Linked DNA regions of Mus musculus: all the other regions are linked to region 1. Evidence: chromatin contacts called from public HiChIP or PLAC-seq data. All regions are on one chromosome and are shown on one strand. The core of a region is the stretch at or near the end of the contact, and the rest is flanking DNA. Distances in the headings are between cores, read along the strand shown. Region 1 has its middle 16 kb from the start of Mir8120. Region 2 has its middle 65 kb from the start of Gm35039. Region 3 has its middle 73 kb from the start of Gm25755.

Evidence for each region. HiChIP or PLAC-seq counts read pairs in DNA pulled down with a chosen protein or histone mark.
Region 2: a FOXA1 HiChIP or PLAC-seq map of pancreatic cancer cells shows a contact between it and region 1. The contact joins two enhancer-like sites. A contact is called at or near these places in 2 of 15 datasets of contacts at CTCF or cohesin (both in the NIH/3T3 cell line), 51 of 484 Hi-C or Micro-C datasets (the AtT-20 cell line, the C2C12 cell line, the HL-1 cell line and 31 more), 30 of 115 datasets of contacts at active chromatin or transcription factors (the NIH/3T3 cell line, bone marrow-derived macrophages, cardiomyocytes and 18 more) and 1 of 9 other capture datasets (embryonic stem cells).
Region 3: an HNF4G HiChIP or PLAC-seq map of pancreatic cancer cells shows a contact between it and region 1. The contact joins two enhancer-like sites. A contact is called at or near these places in 11 of 484 Hi-C or Micro-C datasets (bone marrow-derived macrophages, brain, brown adipocytes and 7 more), 14 of 115 datasets of contacts at active chromatin or transcription factors (the NIH/3T3 cell line, bone marrow-derived macrophages, cardiomyocytes and 10 more) and 1 of 9 other capture datasets (embryonic stem cells).

The regions. Positions count from the first base shown.
Region 1 is chr3:65,641,584-65,644,476 of GRCm38.p6, reverse strand. No RefSeq gene overlaps it. Among named protein-coding and RNA genes, the nearest start is that of Mir8120, 16 kb to the left of the region's middle. Within about 2 kb of position 1,351, at least 17 of the 459 cell types and tissues checked have an H3K27ac peak or open chromatin away from gene starts, as enhancers often do. A contact at or near this core is called in the C2C12 cell line, the HL-1 cell line, the NIH/3T3 cell line and 1 more, where this site is marked.
Region 2 is chr3:65,861,965-65,864,857 of GRCm38.p6, reverse strand. No RefSeq gene overlaps it. Among named protein-coding and RNA genes, the nearest start is that of Gm35039, 65 kb to the left of the region's middle. Within about 2 kb of position 1,382, at least 111 of the 459 cell types and tissues checked have an H3K27ac peak or open chromatin away from gene starts, as enhancers often do. A contact at or near this core is called in the C2C12 cell line, the HL-1 cell line, the NIH/3T3 cell line and 1 more, where this site is marked.
Region 3 is chr3:65,843,021-65,845,913 of GRCm38.p6, reverse strand. No RefSeq gene overlaps it. Among named protein-coding and RNA genes, the nearest start is that of Gm25755, 73 kb to the right of the region's middle. Within about 2 kb of position 1,408, at least 65 of the 459 cell types and tissues checked have an H3K27ac peak or open chromatin away from gene starts, as enhancers often do. A contact at or near this core is called in the NIH/3T3 cell line and pancreatic cancer cells, where this site is marked.

The DNA of each region.
Region 1 (2,893 bases), core at 102-2,601:
CTAGAAATTATTATTTAGACCAGGCTGTCCTAAACTCACAGAGATTATAATGCCTCTGCCTCTTGAGTGCTGAGACTAAAGGTGTGAACCACAATACCTGTCCTCTTTTGGTGTCTTGTTTGTTAGTTTGGTTTTGGTTTTGAGGCAAAGTCTCTCTATGTAGTCCCTGGCTAGCCTGAAATTCCCTATGTGGCCACAAACTCACAAAGAACTACCTATCTCTGTCTCCTGAGTGTTGGGATTAAAAGCTGTGCCATCATGCCTGGCGTTGTTTATGTTTAAATTTCTTCGTTTTATCTTTAAAATAGTTATTCTCTGACAATTTTACATCTGCATGCAATGCAGTCTCACTACTCTCTCCTCAGGACCTTTAGTCTCCCTCCCATCTCAACCCCCCCCCCCCCTACAAATCCATTTCCCATATTCATGTCTGTTCATTTGGCTTGTGACTCACTGAGTTTATCCAAGAGCATTTGTGTGACTGTGAGTGTTATTACTGTGGTTTGAATGAGAAATGTCCCCCCCAAAGGGTCAGGCATTTGAACACTTGATCTCTAGTGACTGATGCTCTTTGAGAAAGTTTAGCTTGGCTGTGCTGAAGGAAGTACACCACTGGGGGTGGCTCTGAAAACATATAGCTTTGCCTCCCTTCTAGTTTGCTCTGTTTGCTGCCATGCCCCACCCCACAGTGATGGACACTGAGTCAACTCTAAGCCAAAATAAACTTTCTCTTCTACAAGTTGCCTTGGCTATGACATTTTTATCATGGCGATAGAATAATAACTAATACAGGCTAAGGGACTATTCTCTGGTAGCTGATGAGTTCACCCGTGAGTACACAACTGAAGACAATGATCATCTCTCAGTCAGCATCCATCTGTTGTACAACCAATCTAAGCTTATCCCCGGCTACCTTACACAAACAGACTCAGACTATACTTACTTTATTAGGTCTGACAATTACTTAGGGGTAACCCCTAATCTACTCTTCTCACTGCTGGCCTGGCTCCTCCCTAGCAGTGTACCCCAGATACTTGCTGTTTCTCCTGGCCATGTGCCCTTTGTCCATCTCTCCTCATGGCGGCTTCCTCCTCTCCTCTTGCTCTTCCTCCTCCTTCTCCTCCTCCTGGTCTCTTCTCCAACCAGGTCACTCCTAACCCACCTACCTCCAATCCCTCCAGTAATTGGCTATAGCTAATTCTATTTAACCAATAGTTTTAAATCAAGGAACAAGGTTTACACAACAAAAGCTTGTAAGCATGAGAAGTCATCAATTGGCAAGAGTTCCCAGGGGAAGGGCAGGACCATGTGCACCCTTCCCTACCCCTGACTAACTATTGCTGCATTCAATCTAGGGCACGCCCAGTACAGAAAATTGCAGCTGTTGAGAGTCGGTAGTTACAATGGCTATGCCATGCCCTGAAGATAGTGTTTCACACCATTCATCCTTATCATCCATCTCATTACATTTTAAAATGAAGTTTTAACACATAATTCTCAGGCTATCAAGGCAAAGGGAGGGAGGAAGGGAGGGACAGAGAGGTGTATCAGAAAGCATGATACCTTCTGCTCAGCAGTGGATTCAAATGAAATCTTCCATTGAATAGCACATATACATATATTTGTTGGGGAAATGAGTTCTCAAAAGCACATTTTATTATCAACAAAGACAATTGTAAAGCTTATATTACCTTTGCTCAAGTAAGAGTGACAACAGCCCTCCCATGGAGGACTTGCAAATGGATTGGTTGCCTTCTCCATCACAGCCTCTATCCTTGAGGGTTCACAGTCACACAGCATTTCCTGGAAAAGCCTTTTGTAACTGATGGGCTATCGTTCGAGCAAATTAGAAATTTTAAGACGCCAGGTGTAGTGGTAAAAACCTTTAATCCCAGAACTTTGGAGGCAGAAGTAGGTGGAGCTCTGTGAGTTCGAGGCTAGCCTGATCTACATAGTGAGTTCCAGGACAACTAGGGCTACATAGGAAGACCCTGCCCAAAAACAAGACAAAAACAAACAAACAAACAAACAAACAAACACACAAAACAAACAATTAAAAAAAGCAACAAAAAAAAATTAAGACAAAGTATTTTGTATGTGATACTATGGTGACAGAGCTCTCTACCATCAGAAGGCCCTTAAGCCAGAAGCACCTATAGGGTATTTGTGGAGAGTAACAGGAACATGGAAAAACAAATTGCTTTTTAAAATCTGGACAGTTTAATTGTAAGAAGTATCACACACACACACACACACACACACACACACACACACACCTTCATACATACAGCAGAAGGGTTTTATAAAAGTGGCCTCTTCATACAGAAACTGATCCAGGTGTGATGTGGTACGCACACTTGGAATCCCAGCATTCCAGAAGCTGACACTGGAAGATATCAGGTTCAAGGCTGCCCAGGCTACACAGTGAGACTTTGTCAAATAAAAACCAACAAACCCACCAAAGAACAATAAACAAACTCTTGTAAATAATGATTATGCAACTCTCATTCAAGATAATTTTGCAAGAAATATGTTCTTTTGATTTAAAAAATATTCTTCACGATTGAGAATTTATACATATATATGATGATGTTTATGTGTTTACACATATCCCCATTTCCCTATCTAACTCCTCCCATATCTCCCTAACACATTCCCCTCCTAACTTCATGCCTCCTCATTTTTTTTTCTTTTTAATAATACACTTTGCTGGTTGGTGCTGCCCGTATGTGCAAGGGTGTAGGGCTATGCACTGGATCATGCGAATCCTTTCAGTAGCCATATGCTCAAAAGGAATGATTCTCCTCCCCAGAAACTATCAGCTGACAATAGCTCCTTAGTAGGGGAAGGGGCAGGTATGGAAGTCACAACTACTGTGAGTTCATTGTGTGAC
Region 2 (2,893 bases), core at 133-2,632, 220 kb before region 1:
TAATTGGCCTCCATTCCCAATTCCGTTTCTCAAGGAGGCCTGAGAGGACTAGCGAAGATGACCATTCACCCAATTTGGGCATCAGTGAGAGAGGAACACAACACCTCAGGCCCAGGAAACAGGCCATCTTGTCCGGGCTCTGTGCAGGCATCCTCCTGCATTGGATGTCTCACTATCAAGCTAGCACTGACTCCACCCTCTCTGCATTAATTCTTGTCATGAGCCAGAAGCCTCGAATATCAATCTTGTTTTTCTTCTTCCAGCATTTCCGATACCAATAATAACACCATTACCCTTAAGTATGAGTCTGTATACCCGACACAGAGTGCTTTGGGGTCATTGAAATGCTCATCCGTCCTTTCTAGGTCTTTCATATCTGGGAATCAGCAATGCAGAAAATGGGATTCAAGAAGAAAACAAAAACCAAAGTGAGGCTTGAAATGAGCGAAGCAGTGCGGAGGGCTGGCACGAGCCGACTGCCACCAGAGCAGGGAGAGCATGCAGGTCGGCTAAGGGAGCGCACCGCGAAACTGGCCAGCCCCTTAGCAACATCCGCATAGCTGACACAGAACACTCTGACTTGGGGAGGGATGAAAATACCGGGTGACATCAGAGGCTCCGAGCACAGCCAGGGCATTCTAGAGGTGTGTGGTGTCAGGACGGCCTGTGCTGGCCTCATTTATCTACCTGAGTCATTTGAACAAAGCACTCGCTGGCTTAGCTTTGTTGTGACTAGAATTTGGAACCAATCCCCTGGCTCTGCCCCCATGGGTTTTGCTACTGCAGCGCAGCGTGGGTATGTAGGAACACAGACCGAATCCTGTGGCAATCAAGGATAGACTGTTCCTTCTCTGGGCCACAGGCTTCCCTAGGAAGGAGCCTTGGCCAAGTGTTTGTGTGTCTCCAGAACCAAGTGTCTGGCAACCAGCAGGTTTCTCGTGAATAAATGACAAATCCCAGAGACACATTCTGGGAAACGCAGGGCTTTTGTGGTGGCAGCATGCTCAACAGCACAGCACTGTGCTGTGGGACTCTTTAGTTTGTGGGACTCTAAGAATAATTTTCACGTCCTGGGAAAAGTGTCTGGCGCTGATTGCACATGCGAAAGTGTCGTGACGTGGGGATTAGGGTTGTCACAGGCAGACTGAAGGCCTTAGAAAAAGCACACCAAAATGGAGGTATTCATTCTAGGGAGGCTGCAGAATACTCAATGAGCTGGCGTTCTTCTCCTCCGAGTGAAGAAGAGGCCATGCTTGAAAACGGGGCTGTAGAAGGAAGGTCTCAAGAAGCCTTACTTCAGATTCCGTTCAGACACCCTCAGCGAACTCCCACATATTCCTCACCTTTCCACTAGGGGGCAGACAGAGGACGGAGAACATCCCAGGCAGGAGGCCGGTCCCTCACAAGGCAATCAGCCTCACACCAACACACTAGGCTGTTTGTGCTATGCAAAAGGCGAGGCTAAGCCTCTCTCTTCCGGCCTGTCACAGTCTCATTGATACTGCATGGTTTGCCTGTGACATCAGACACCGAAAAGTATGACAACCAAACTGTACGGTTCAAGGTGAATGTCAATAAATAGAATAAAAGGGGAGGAGGGGGGGAAGGAAGAAAAAAAAAGAAAGATCCCTGATGTTTTTCTTACCACACATGGTTTGGGGGGATCCTTCATTATCCAGAGTATTCATGATGTATCTGAATTCAGTGACTTCTCACAATGAGAAGATAACTGGAAAACTGCATACGACCTCTCTCTTGACCTCTTTCTATTTACAACAGCAACGTGGTTTCTATCCAAGTCACTGTTTCCTTCTGAGAGCCCATTCCACAGGCCTCTGTGTATCAACACACAGAAGGAAATATTCCAAGGGATATATTTTTTTTAATAACTCCCACATGCCTTAAAAAGTCATTTCCTCCTAAGACATTCAGGGCAATCGGGGCCCCTTAATTGGCTTAATTTTTATTCTTAATCCTCAAGGGTCGAGGAAAAAACAACACGACTATCTTCCTGTTCCTATTACCCTTTCATAAACTGTTGAGCACACAGGCTTGCCTCTAAAAGAAACCACAGTGAGCCTAAAGGAATAAGCATTTGTCAGGCCAGACCCCAGACTGGAAGATCACTGCAGGTGTGAGTCACTCATGGGAACTCTGAGGGTCTGAAAGCCACTCTCCCACTTGCAGAGGTGAGGGCGGCGTTGGCTTAGAACTGGCTCCGTGTTTGCTAGCATTAATAGAAATGTCTGTCAAAACAACGTTTTGTGACTTTTAATGAATTGCATCTTTAATTGTGCTGAGAAAAAAGTAAGCAAATGACGTGAGTGAGCTTACTTACAAGGGAAGGGTCAGCCTGTGTCTAGAACGTGGGTTTCCTGTGGAACGAGAATTCTTGTGCAAATCACTTCAAGCCATCCCTGATTTTTTTTTTTTTTTGAATGCTCTCCCTGATTTCACGCTGATAGCATCACAGCTCAGAAGATCCTATGAAGACAGCCTGACATCAAGCTGCTTTCTTGGTTGGCAAAATGATCTTAAGAATTACCTAAAAATGTGCTGTTTCTAAATGATTTGTTCATCTAAAGTCATTTGATTTTCAATTAAAATAAAATAAACAGGCTTGGCTATATTTGGACACAGATGTTGCTGTGGCTTCCAGATTCCTTTGTTTAAAGGTGACAAGATGCGTGGAGAAGACATTCATCTGATTGGGTATTCAGGCTTACAAAGAAAGTAATTACAGGGCCAGAGAGAGGACTCACCCCCCCCCCCCCTTCATCTAAATTCCCTTCCACATATCAACATAGTTTGACCTTGATGGTTTTAAATGTAAAAGACACTGATGTAATTCAAATAAAGCAATTTTTCAAATACCCCAAGGAATCCGGGATCA
Region 3 (2,893 bases), core at 159-2,658, 200 kb before region 1:
GTTACATAAAGCATCACTCAATGTCTTTCAGAGACTCTTTCTCAACACATCATTCACATGCTAGAACACAGAGAGGCCTTTAGATCCATGGGGAAAGTTGAGTAAAGGGTCCAGGATTTGTGTGGAACACATTATGTCAAGACATGAGAATGACAGTCATGGCTGCTGACAGAGAAAGCTTGCTTGCCCAACAGTGACCCAGTATGGCTGCACCCTCATGGACCAGCTGGCAGTACAGACAGATTTGGGGAGACAGCTGGGGACTACTCATGAGAAAGTCAAAGATTTGCAACAACAAGGAGGTTGTTGTTCTTACATGTGTCTCTCTAACCCTAGGTAAGGTACCTTGCTTCAGGAGGCGAAGTGGGACTCTGTAGGTTGGTTTAGTCAGACAGGAGCTATCATCACATGGGCAAGAACGCCAAGAATGCCAGTCTCTGCTCTGACACGCAGACCCTGTTGGAAGAAGTACTTCCCGTGTTGGCTTTGTTCTTCTAAACACAAGTCCACAAAACAGGCTTCAGAGGAGACTTGGAACCTGGCCAGAAGCCACTTCAGGCAAGTCACAGACAGCGGTGAGTCCCACTCACCAGCCCTTGTTTTTCCCATGGGTCACAATACAATGACCTCACAGAACAGTTGGAAGAATGAGTTTAAACAGGGGTCATTAGGTTGGAGTTACTGTCTGAACAGGCTTCAAGAGGGTCTGCGAAGCCTGGCATTTTCATGAAGCACTTGTACATATTTACATGTGTCCTCTTGAGGAGGGCCTAGGCCCTGCCTTCTACTGCAATTTCAAAGAACGTTGGCACTTTCACAAGGTTAAGAATCACTGCTTGGGAACCGTGTGGATGTGTGACTGCAAGCATCCAGTTAAACTATGGCCAGCAAGAACTTTGGAAGTCAAAGGAACACAGAGGAGCATTTGCTGCGTGAGACTCACAGGGGAAAAAAAAGTAGAAAATGTGACTTTTGACCCTCTGTAGCAAACAGCACCTTTTGGACATGACCTTAAATGAAGTCAGTGGTTGAAACTGAGAGGATAAACAGCATATCTGACTGGTCAGAAGACGTTAAAAGCCTTGTAAATGCAGGTGGTAGAAGCAGACTGTTGGCTGCAGTGGTCGGAAGGTGTGTGCAGTGTGTGGGAAAGATGTTCAAAGGGAGGGAAGGATGGACAGGGGCAAGAACTTTCCTGCTTGGTCTACACCCCCACCCCACCCCCGAGGATGCTGGAGGAAGCTGAGCTCAGGAGCAGACCTTCAGTCATGGTCCATCCCGAATGTAGTTTCACATGTGCATGAACTGTTTTTGGTTCTTTAGCCTCTGCGCCACAGGCGAGGCTGAGGGGCTTGTGACTCACTGTGGGTAGAAAGGGATGACTTCCAGTGACTAACGTCTTTAGGCAGGAGGCTCTTCATTCTTGCTGTGAGACTCATAGGGCCTCTCCCACTTCCATCGCCGAAGTCCTCCAGGCGGGCCTCCTGCGACCACACCCCAAAATCTACTTACAGAAGACTAAGCAAAGCAGTTGGAAAGCAAGAAACAAATTTTGGAGAAAAAATGAGTCCATTGGAAGAGAACTTTGCTGACGCCTTTATATGTCTCTGATGATATGGGTGGGGCCGCTGTAATCCTTGCTGTGGAGATGACTCCCTGAGCTCTGCCTGGAGTTTGGCTCCACTGACTGATAAGGCTACCGGTCCCTGGATGGATCAAGGACATTTAAATAAATGCTGTCTCTTCAGAGATAATTTCTTAAGTTTGTGATTCCTAAATTTTATAGAGATACATAATGTCCATGCTGAAGGAAGGCATAGAGGAAATATTCTGGTCCTGTATCCGGCCTCTGATACTTCAAGCACATGTATCCTGCAACATCTTCCCTTTGCTGTCAGCTGGTCTTCTCATATCATCTGTCAAATCAGCCTTCTCCACCACCCTCCTATCCTTCACTTCCACCACACCTAGGGAGAACCATTATGGGGTCTAATTCATTGTATCACCAATGCATGCTGTACAGGAATCAATCAACTCCTGTTTCTACTTAACACACCACATCTATATGATCAGCGACCTCCCTGTATGAAGCATACTGATGTTAAACAACTCTTGATGTAAAATCCTTTCTGAACAGTATTTGTGCTGCAGCTGGTAAGAATTTCTTTTCAGTCTGCGAGAAGCTTCATCCACACTCAGCACTATAAAGCCCTCATGCTTTTTATCTTTCTTGAATTGTCCATAGGTATAGGGATACAGTTCACCAACAGTCCCTGCTAAAGTCAAATATCCTCTCTGATGCTATCTTTCACAAGACAACAATCCATTTACAGGAGAGAAAAACAACTCCCAGGACCAGAGATCCTCCAGCTAGAGAGAACAGACCCAACTTTTGCTTTCTTCATTAGTTTTAGTATGCTTTTTTCCCCTCTGCTGCTTCACTTCAGAAAAGACAGATAATCACCACCTTTATGAGTCAGAATCATAGCTCAGCACCTGCTAGGAAATTGAAAAATATTTCCCCATGTCACATTACAGAGTGACACTCATTGTCTTCACACGGCTGCTGGCATTCACGAGTTTGCCAAAGTGACTGCACTGGAGGCTCTGAAAGCCAGAGCGATAATGAAAAACAATGACTGAAGACATTGCCAAATGCCAGCACATAAAGATAGTAACATGAACTTGATAAACTCGGGCTTTCATTCCTTTTAAATTGTGCAGAGGTTAATAAAGGAGATTCTGTTTATCTCCAGCACAACAAAGTAACAGATGCAGGAAGTTCTGAGTGGTTTTCTTGTTTGTTTTGTCTTGTTTTTTTTAAATGCAGTCATTTCACTATTGGGCACAGAGTTCACTCCAGTCTGTGCTCATAAAGGAGAATCAATATGCT